2 separate regions of the Mus musculus genome follow, and region 2 is linked to region 1. The links are chromatin contacts, called in public HiChIP or PLAC-seq maps. All regions are on one chromosome and are shown on one strand. Each heading gives the region's core, a stretch centred on a gene start, on an enhancer-like site or on the middle of the called end of the contact. The rest is flanking DNA. Distances are from core to core; before and after follow the strand shown.

The links. HiChIP or PLAC-seq counts read pairs in DNA pulled down with a chosen protein or histone mark.
Region 2: a BATF HiChIP or PLAC-seq map of CD8 T cells shows a contact between it and region 1, with 5 read pairs. The contact joins two enhancer-like sites. A contact is called at or near these places in 1 of 39 promoter capture datasets (liver), 1 of 115 datasets of contacts at active chromatin or transcription factors (CD8 T cells) and 3 of 9 other capture datasets (adipose tissue, liver and pancreatic islet).

What each region holds. Positions count from the first base shown.
Region 1 is chr12:21,333,748-21,338,825 of GRCm38.p6, forward strand. Adam17 (a disintegrin and metallopeptidase domain 17) reads right to left here. Exons shown (of 19, transcript NM_009615.6): 11 at 2,886-3,038; 12 at 207-406. Among named protein-coding and RNA genes, the nearest start is that of Iah1, 20 kb to the left of the region's middle. Within about 2 kb of position 2,309, at least 97 of the 459 cell types and tissues checked have an H3K27ac peak or open chromatin away from gene starts, as enhancers often do. A contact at or near this core is called in CD8 T cells, where this site is marked.
Region 2 is chr12:21,450,206-21,455,565 of GRCm38.p6, forward strand. No RefSeq gene overlaps it. Among named protein-coding and RNA genes, the nearest start is that of Gm4419, 35 kb to the left of the region's middle. Within about 2 kb of position 1,371, at least 32 of the 459 cell types and tissues checked have an H3K27ac peak or open chromatin away from gene starts, as enhancers often do. A contact at or near this core is called in CD8 T cells, where this site is marked.

The DNA.
Region 1 (5,078 bases), core at 1,059-3,558:
CAGTGAACAGCTAGTACAGGCAGTTGTCACCAAGCTAATTTTAAGATAAACATAAATCTTAAAGCACTAGGGAGGTGGAAGTAGATGGATCTCTTTGAGTTCCAGGAGAGCCTAGTCTATCCAGAGAAAGTGCCAAGTTGCCTGCATTTGCAATCTCCTGTTATCTGGACCTTCACTATCCCCTGCCCCGGTGGGAACACTCTCACCTGCACTGCACACCCGGCTTCAGTGTGCAGTCACTATTGCAGCAGGTGTCGTTGTTCAGGTACATAATACCCGGGTCACACTCCTCTCCTTCATCCACCCTGGAGTTGCCACACACCTTGTTGCTGCGCTCCTGGAAGCACTCTTGAGCCTTACTTTCTATGGTCTTGTAGATGGACTGTTTACTGCAGTTTGAAAACATCTTAAAAGAAAACAGGGCCATGAGAGTGGAAAAGACCAAGATGAATGCATTCGCAGGCAGTGCTACTCTACAGACAAACCTAACTGCAAAGCCCCCATCAATGCCACCACTGTGTCAAGCAGTCACCTGCAAATTCCACAGTAAGAAATTGCTGAAATAAAGTTAGATAGAAGAGACCAATTATCAGACATTGGTTACTGAGTGATTTACTGACAGCACTGTCTGTACTTCCTATTGCTAAGCATGACCTCACTTGCTGTCTGGAACAGAATGACCGGGAAGAATAGCTCAAAGAATGGGCGTTGTAGATTGTCACCTACCCTTCTAGAAAATCTTGCTTGCTTGCCCAGCTCACCCTGTGCTTTTAGAAAAGTGGTTCTCAACCTGTGGGTTGTAACCCTGCATATCAGATATTTATATTATAATTCATAACAGTAGCAAAATTACAGTTATGAAGTAGTAATGAAAATAATTTTATGGTTGGGGGTCACTACAACATAAGGACTGTATGAAAGGACTGCATCACTAGGAAGGCAACACCTTGTCTAGAATATAAAATGAAGAACTCAAACTGAACTATCTGACTTCGGTCTACCACTGACTTTGGTGTCAACGTGCTAATTTCAGAGAGATTGCTAAAACATTATTTCCCTCTAGTCAATACAAAACAGCTATAGTGTTTGCTTCATTTTTTGTTTTAAGACAAGGGTCTCAAAACAGCCTGACTTCTGGCCTGGAACTCTCTAGACCAGATTTGCCCTGAACCACCTGCCTCTGCTCCCCAGTGCTGGGGTTAAAGAAGTGCACCTCTGTGCCCCACAGGTCAAAATGGTCAGTGGCCTTAGATGAGGACCTAAACCACCACAGCCAGCAAGAAAAGCTCTTCCTTAGCAGTTAAACTCTCAAACAATGGCTCTCCAGGGCATAGACTGTGCTGAGCAATAATGACCAAGCTGTCACTGGCTTTGTGTCCACCATCTCTAAGCCCTAGTCTTGTATTGATCTACAACCTTGCTTTTCTTTCAGTGTCCTTCTCAAGGGGATCACAGCCCTTAGCATCCCTTCTTCCTTCCACTAATATCAGCATTCACAGCTCATGCATCACCATAGGGCAGCTGCTTGTTGGCCCATCTAGTAGCAGAGAGGGCTATTTGTCCAGGTGAAATGAAAGAACCACCTTATTTCTATAATCCTATAGCTCTTTTCACCTAGTTAAAAAATGTTTAAGAAACTCATGAACTGGGCAGGGTGGTGTACGACTTTAATCCCAGTACTCAGGACACAGAGGCAGGAAGATCTCTGTGAATTCAAGCCTGATCTACACAGCAAGTTCCAGGTCATCCAGGACTCTATACAGAGACCCTGTTGGGAGGGGAGGGGAGTGGGAGGGGGGGGGAGGACAGACAAAACAAGAAAGGAAGAGATTAATTAATTAAGGGCCTCTGCAGGTAAAAGGACCCTGCTGCCAAACCTGATAAGCACAATTCCCAGATAAAAGGAAAGACGCCCCCCCCCCAAAAGCTGTCCTCTGAGCTCCACACATGTCATGGCATACACATGATGTCCACAAATAAATAAATGTAAAAAAAGTATTTGAAAACCATTTAAAGCATAGAAGATGCATAGTATTTTTTCATAAGGAGAGGGAGATACCAGTTGGGAAAACTAAACTGTTAGGAGAAACTATGTACTAAATGTGATAGATGCAGGACAAAACAAACTGTGCTTCACTGACAGCTCAGCATCCCCCAAAAAACCAGTTCTACCCACGCTCCACTCCCACTAGCAGGCTCTCACAGCCATGGGGATTTCCGCAGAAGAGGAAGTAGCACCATGTGCTTTCCCTTGCAGCAGACTGTAAAGTTACACAGTCCCCATCTGCCAGTGTCCTCACAACCAGAGCGATCCAGTGTGGAAGCCACGTGGGACTTTCCCCTCACTGGGTGTTGTATAGTCTACTGGAGAAGTGCCCAAGCATGCAGTGAAGAGTCAACAGTCTCACTGATGCTCACGCCCCTCACCAGCTTCCACGTGGCTTCACGGTTTTCTGTATTTACCCATTTTCTTGTCCATCTTTATTAGTTGTTTTTAAGAGTTTTATTAAGGCACATTTAATCCCTAGTACAGAAGGGGGGAGGAAGAGGAAGGGGACTAGAAGGAAGGGTGGTGGCAGCACACTGTGAAGTACTGCTAAATTAAATGAGTCATATTGTAAATAAAACTGTCAGGTCATTTTTAAGGCTGAGCTAAACACCCTCAAAAGTAAGACTCTGACAAAATCACTAGTGTAGGGACCCAAACTTACATGTGATTAATCTTTACAAAACTTCCAAATGACAGCTAAAAGCACCCTTAAGATGAGCTTCAGTATTTGACAGTTCCACCTCTAGGGAAACACTTAGGGATAAATACTTTCCCCTTTCTGTTAACATGGCATCGCCTTCTTTCCTACCACTGAAAACAATCCAAACACACATACCTTATTATTCTCGTGGTCACCGCTCACAGCTATGGGATACATGACATACTTTCCTCCTTGGTCCTCATTTGGGGCACATTCTGCTAGCCCATCAGGGTCATGTTCTGCTCCAAAATTATGTCCCAATTCATGAGTTGTAACCAGGTCAGCTTCCTTAAGGATCAGGGAAAGAACGTATGTAATCATCAGTTATTTTTGCCAGTTGGGCCCAGGCTATATTTTTCAGACCAAATGGAAGAAGAATTATTCCCATAAATGGCCACATTACACCTATCACATACCCCACATAAAAAACTTTTTACACTTATTGGGGGCGGGGGGCGTGCGGCACAATGAATGTGAGGTCAGAGTTGTTCTGTACGGTATCTACCTGCTAAGCCATCTCCCTGTCCTCAATAAATATAATTCGGGGTTGGAGTGGAATGACGCACTGTTTAAGAGTGTCACTGCACTTGCAGAGTTTAAGAGCAACCACCTGTTAACTCCAGTTCCAAGAGATCAAAAATGAAGGCTCTTCTGTGCCCATAAACTCACGTGGGCACATATGCACACATATAAACAATACGTTCATTAGTTAAAAAACAAAAATAAGGTGGATGAAGCATGAGAAACCACACCCAAAGTTGACCCCTGACTTCCTGATGCACAAATAGGGAGGGGGAGGTAAGAGGGTGCAGGGTGGGGGGCTAGAAGCCAAACACCTGTATGGTTTCTGTTTCCATCTTCCATCAACAGTGGCAACTCGCCTCCCAATACGCAAACCCACGCCTTGCAGGGATCCAGCTTAGGCTGTTTCACCTTCTGAGCCATCTCAACTGTCCCAAGGCCTTTAACATTTCTTGGGAGTGGAAAACAGTAACAGGGTGCTTCAGTTCAAGAACGAATACCACCCTTACTTCTCCTCCTTCAGGAATAAGGAGGACAGAGAACAAGGGTAGAGGGCAAGAGCTGACAGATGCCAACAAAACTTTTAAAGTAGAACAAAAAATATATAAGTTTTTATACTTAAAAAAAAAAAAGTTAAGGGGCTGGAGAGATGGCTCAGTGGTTAAGACCTCAAGTCCCAGCAACCACATGGTAGCTCCCAACCATCTGTAATGGGATCCAATGTCCTCTTCTGTTATGTCTGAAGACAGCAATAATGCACTCATATACATAAAATAATTAAATCTTAAAAAAAAAGTTACTACAAGCATGGAAGAACAGAGCTATACAGAATGGGGATGTGAAAGAAGAGACTACTATAAGCAAAACCAAAGGTCAAGGACAATGAACAAGTTAAAATACATATGTAGGAAACAACAAGAAGACAAATGGAAAGCAAGACAAAGCATTAAGAAGCAACAGATAATTTGCTAAGAATTATAACCCTTGGATCAAATACCTGGCTTAACTAAGCCCCAAACAGAACAGACAAGCTATCCAGCCTACCCTACAGTACCAGATACTTGGGAGGCAGAAGGACTGCACTGGCTTAGGACATTAAGGCTACCTCGAGTGACACACAGTAGAGGATGAGAAACACACACACACACAAAGTTATCTAGGAAATAACACAAGAACACTTTTTTTTTTTTTTTTTTTTTTTTGGTTTTTCGAGACAGGGTTTCTCTGTATAACCCTGGCTGTCCTGGAACTCACTTTGTAGACCAGGCTGGCCTTGAACTCAGAAATCCACCTGCCTCTGCCTCCCGAGTGCTGGGATTAAAGACGTGCGCCACCACGGCCGGCCAAGAACAAAGAACACTTTTTTAAAAAAACAATTTGGGTAATTTTTTTTTAATGAATCCTTTTTATTTATTTACTTTATGTATTCGAGTACACTGTGGCTGTCTTCAGACACACCAGAAGAGGACATTGGATCCCATTACAGATGGTTGTAAGCCACCATGTGGCTGCTGGGACTTGAACTCTGGACCTCTGGAAGAGCAGTCATTGCTCTGAAAACACTGAGGCATCTCTCCAGCCCCATAAGAATACTTTTAAACTGGGCTTCTTGATATGTGCCTGCAATTCCAGCACTCAGGAGACTGAGACAAGTCAATCTCAAAGTCAAGTGAGACTCTGTCTCACCAAAATAAGCACATCGAACAAAAAAGTAAGCATTTTGCATAAGGGCAAACGTATCTCGATTAAAGAGTCCCAACTGCTCCACAAAGGAGGGAAAAAAATTTAAAAAGGCAGGTGGTGGTG
Region 2 (5,360 bases), core at 121-2,620, 120 kb after region 1:
TTTGTCCTTAGAATATCAGGGTTTGCTTTCCTCTAACTCTCCACTTAAAAATATCTCCCTCTACTTTCTGCCTATTCAAACCCCAACACTTTCCGAAATGTGACAGGAAACCCATCTTGTCCCTGACATTCTCTAGATCTTTACCTGTTTCTCCCCAGTATTAGTTGAACGCTTAGTCTAGTCTGCTTTGCTGGATCACCACAGTGGAGTTTCTACTCTCACTACTCAGTTGAATAGGGTTCTTTTGTTCTATTCTGAAACTGTGGATAGGGCCTGGTGCAGTGGCTCAGATATGTAAGTGTGAGCATGAGGATGCCCAGAAAGTCACGTAAAACACCAGGTGGACAAGACAGCCTGCCTGTGTAATACCAGCTCTGGAAGGCAGACGCAGAGGATCCCCAGAACAAGCTGGCTAGGAAGTTGATGTATATAGATGAGCTCCAGGTTTGATTGAAAGACCCTAGCTCATTGAATAAGATGGAAGGATTGCTGAGACCAATATTGGGTCTCCACATGTGTGTGCATCTATACACATACAGAGATATGAATGTGAATATGCCCACACCACATACAAAAACACATGAAAAAATTTAAAAGAGGAAAAATGAGAAATTGTGAGTAGGCAAGTACTTTTTCTGGTGTTGGCAAACCCACTCCCTTGGATGCCAAGGGCTTATGACAGACTCAGAACCATTGGCTTATAAGGCAGGGTGGCTCTAGGCTCTCAGGCTTGAAAGCTTTCTGCTCAGCAGCTCATGTGATCCTCAGCTCTTAGCTGCAGCCATCTCTGCCTTCCAGGTCTATGACAGCCAAGTGAAGGTCCTAACTGTTGTTAGTGCCACAGCTCCTGAACCTCAGGTATCAGGACCTGCTATCCTTACTGTGACCATGTTACAGCTATTGGACTTTGGTCATCAGGATCTGTACCCCTTAGGGCTCGCCAGCTCCCCAGAACCTGTTCAGTAACTGGGGCCCACAGCCCTTCATCTTTGATTCTTCACAGCCTTTTGGATACTCCCATGATCCTTTACTGTCTGCTATCTCTGCTCTCATCCATCTCTGACCTCCGGTGGCTCTCTGAATCTCAACTACCCCCACCCCTTTTTTTTTTAAGTCATCAAACTTTAGCATGACCTCAAATGTCTATGCAATGCTGGGGCTGGAGCCCAGGGTTTTGTGCATACCAGGGCCAGGCAAGCACTCCACCAGCTCAGCTCCACTCTAGCTCCCAGTTACCTTTTTGATGCTATTACTATTGCTGCCACCACTTGTTTCCTCTTTGTGTGACCAAATCAGCCTACTCTACCCATGATAAAGATCACACACAAGCAAAGATCACCTAGGAGAAGACTTTTATGTGGCCCAGTGTTACAAAACCGCATGGCGGTATAGGAGGGTGTCTCCTGGCTGACTCAAAGAGAAAACCAAACTGGTTGGTTATAAAGTCAGAAAGAGAATGTGACATTCAAATGAAAGATTGCTTCTGCACCATTCACCACACAGCTTCCAGTATCACCACATAAGGACCAATTACAAATCCAGCATTATACCAATCACTGGGAGTTTCTCTTCCTTCTCTTCCTCCTCCTTCTTCTGTAGGACAGAATGGCCTCAGACTTGTGACCTTCTGCTTCAGCCTCCCAAGTACATCTGTTACTGCACCTGCCTCTTCCCACAACCCATCTTGTGTGGGAATAGCTTCAGGGTCACCCAACATTCATAGAGACTTGTCTTGCTTGAAGTGTTGCCATAGTGACCATCTGGCCAGTTACTGTGAGAGGGGACACTCAGGTGACAGCTCCCTGTTCCAGGCGACCAGTCACAGGCAAGGATCAGATTGCTGTCAATCAAAGGACCCAAACCACCCACTCCCAACAGCTTTGCTTATTTGAAGTAGTAAAAGTTCAAGGTGATTACAGTAAAGATGAATCACCAGGGCTTTGAGATGGTTCAGTGGGTAAAGGTTCCTGCCCCCTAATGCTGCAACCCTGTCAGCTTGAATTTAATGTTCAGAACCCATCTAAAGAAAAAAAGAAGAGAGACTGAACTCCACAAGGTTATCCTCTGACTCCCAATGGATGCTATGATGCAAATACACACATAATCGGTGGCATTCCTGACATTACTTAACAGCATTCAGCTTAACAAAATGCCCCTAGTGAGAGACCTTGTCTCAAAATAACGTGAAAGATGGAGTCATTATCCTTTGGGCTCTTGCCTAAGTGAATGGTCACACACCCATATGCATAAGGGCAGCATTAATTGAACTGAGGGGGTTATTAATAACAAAATACAATAAAAAAGATATGAAGCTGGGAGAGTGTCCTAGTTTGCCTTCTGTTCCTGTGATAAAATACTGACCACAGTCAGCTTGGGGGGAAGGGGGTTTATTTGGATTACAGGTTACATCATCATCAAGACAGGAACTGAAGACAGGAGCTGGAAGCACAAAGGACGGAGGAACGGTTTACTGGCTTGTTTCCCTGCTCAGTTCAGCCTGCTTTCTTATAGAACCCAGGACCATCTGCCCAGAGGTGGCCCCACCTACCAATCAAGATAATGCCTCACTGACATACATACCCCTCTCCTCCAAGACATGTCAAGTTGCCAACCAAGATTAGGCATCACAGAGGGTGATGGGGTTTGGAGTACTAGGAGAATTGGAAGGAAGTACTGATGGAGACCTATCTATCATCTATCTATCTATCTATCTATCTATCTATCTATCTATCTATCTATCTATCTATCTAAATTTAAATGTATGGATCTTTCAAAGGAAAAAAATGTATTAAAAATATAAAGGGACAAGAAATCCAACCTGTTTCATCTTCAAGGTGACAAAATGGGTGTCCACAGACCAAGTCAAGCTAGTTAAAAGAATACACAGAGCCAGGCATGGTGGCGCACGCCTTTAATCCCAGCACTCGGAAGGCAGAGGCAGGCGGATTTCTGAGTTCATGGCCAGCCTGGTCTACAGAGTGAGTTCCAGGACAGCCAGGGCTACACAGAGAAACACTGTCTCGAAAAACAAAACAAAACAAAACAAAACAAAACAAAACAAAACAAAACAAAACAACAACAAAAAAAACAAAAAACAAAAAAGAAAGAAAGAAAGAAAGAAAGAAAGAAAGAAAGAAAGAAAGAAAGAAAGAAAGGAAGGAAGGAAGGAAGAAAGGAAGAAAGAAAGAAAGAAAGAAAAAAAGAAAGAAAGAAAGAAAGAAAGAAAGAAAGAAAGAAAGAAAGAAAGAAAGAAAGAAAGAAAGAAAGAAAGAGAGAGAGAAAGAAAGAAAGAAAGAAAAGGAAAGAAATACACGGTAGACAAAAGGAAGATATCTCCCATCAGGACAGGATTTCTTGAGGTGACCATAACCTATCAGAGATACCATAGCCATCCTGGCAAGAATGATTATATTCTAAAAAGACATTTGTGTTCTCTCTTGGACTGTCAGATATGAAACAAAGGGCCCCAGGAAAATGGAATTTCCCCAGGACTCTCATGCTGTAAAAGGGAAGGGCTGAATCCTGGTGTCAGCTAGAGAGAGAGTTTGTCTCCCCAAAAGAGATCTCACACAACGGAGCCTGAACCTCATATGAAGACCTGGCAGATGGCTCACTGGACTTCTTTGCTCTTCTTTCCAACATGGCTGCACAGAATATATATCCTTTATCTGATTTTCACTGTTACCCATTGTTTAATTGGTCTGTTGAGGATGTGTGACCACCATCCACCTTGTTAAGGTGAGGTCAGGGTTTAGGCTCTGATTCTAATTCCAGTAACAGCATTAATGGTTTTGTGTGTTGGGTCTTTGTGTATGTGCGCACACGTATATTATAGGCAATGTGGGTGTCTTCCTCCGGCACTCTTCATCCTTGGCAAGGTCTGTCACTGAACTTGAAAGTACTGATTAGGCTAGACTAGTCCCAGTGAGCTTCCCATCTCTACCTTCCCGGCCCTAGGATTGCAGTCATATGCTGTTGTACTTGGCTTTATTTTCTTTTTAATGTACATTTTTTTTTGGTTTGTTTGTTTTCCTTAATGTGGGTTCTGAGGGATTTGATTCAGATAGTCATGCTTGTGTGGTAACCACTTTACTGTAGCACAAAGTGAAGGGTTTATAGAGACTACTGAAGGGCAATGGCCAGAAAGCCTTTGGTTCTGAGAAGCTAACTCCTGCAGGAAGCAAGCAGGTTCGGTAGTCCCTGGGGATGTGTGACTCTCATCCCTCTCATTGGCCTCTCTGTCCAGAATCCAACCAATCTTCTATTTGCCTCTGGCTTACACTTTTTTGACCGGCTCATCCATCAGCTTAGATCATCTATGTGACTCAAGCCATCACCTTTATGAGACCCTGGCGTATGGGGGGTCACATCAATATCCTGGCTGTGTCTTAACTGCCGGGGTTCCATGTAAACTCATCAGCTTTCCTGAGGAGTAACTCTGAGGCATAGAACAGTATCCATTGCATGTTCCTGATAGAGTGGAGGTCACACAGAGCAGGTGGTTTGTGCATGACCCTTTTATACTTCTGTAGCCTGTCATTACTCTCCTGCATTCAGTTACAGACATACAATAAACACTTGTTGCACTGACTTGGAAGTGGTTCCTGAGTAAAGAAAGCTGGAGGTATTCAAAGGCCCAAACTATGGCCTTTGGCTCAGAGGCAAGTCCTACTAAGGGAAAAATAGAATTGGAATAAAGGTTATGTGCTCTAGGAGTGACTCAGGGGCAATAGATGGAAATGCTGGAGAGAGCCACTTCAACAATATTCAGTTGTGGTTTAGGACAGGCCCCAGGTTGAGGACTTGTCCCTTTTGAGGTATTGGGCAGGTATGATACAAAGTACACTGGTAAATTGTTATATACTGTTCGTGCTTCTTGAGAGCTGGTTCTAAGATCAAGAGATGGACTTCTTTACCTCAGATTCAAACATGATTTATTTAAGTGTTCTTGAAAACTCTCTCCTGGGTCAGGCTGGCCTCCTGGCTTGGAAATGGGGAGAAAGGAGAACAGCAAGCAGCTAAGAGCCTTAAATTAAAAACATCACGCCCTGGAGAACAGCTAGAAGGTAAACTATTTCTAACCAAGGTTACTGTTGTTTATCCAGTGATATAAAAATGCCCGCAGCAGGAACAAGAATACAAAAAATGTATCCACGAAGAGACCATTCTATGCTGCCCAAAAGTCTCTCAGTTGGGAACTCCAGCAAGACCATCTCCTCAGGCTTCCATGGCCACACCTCTGGGTGCTGTCTCTCCTCTGCTTGCTGTTTCTTCTTTGACCTTCACTTGCTGTGTGTATTATAAACTTACTCATTCAAAATGTGGCTGTTGCAGATTCATTTCTCTGGATAAAACTATAA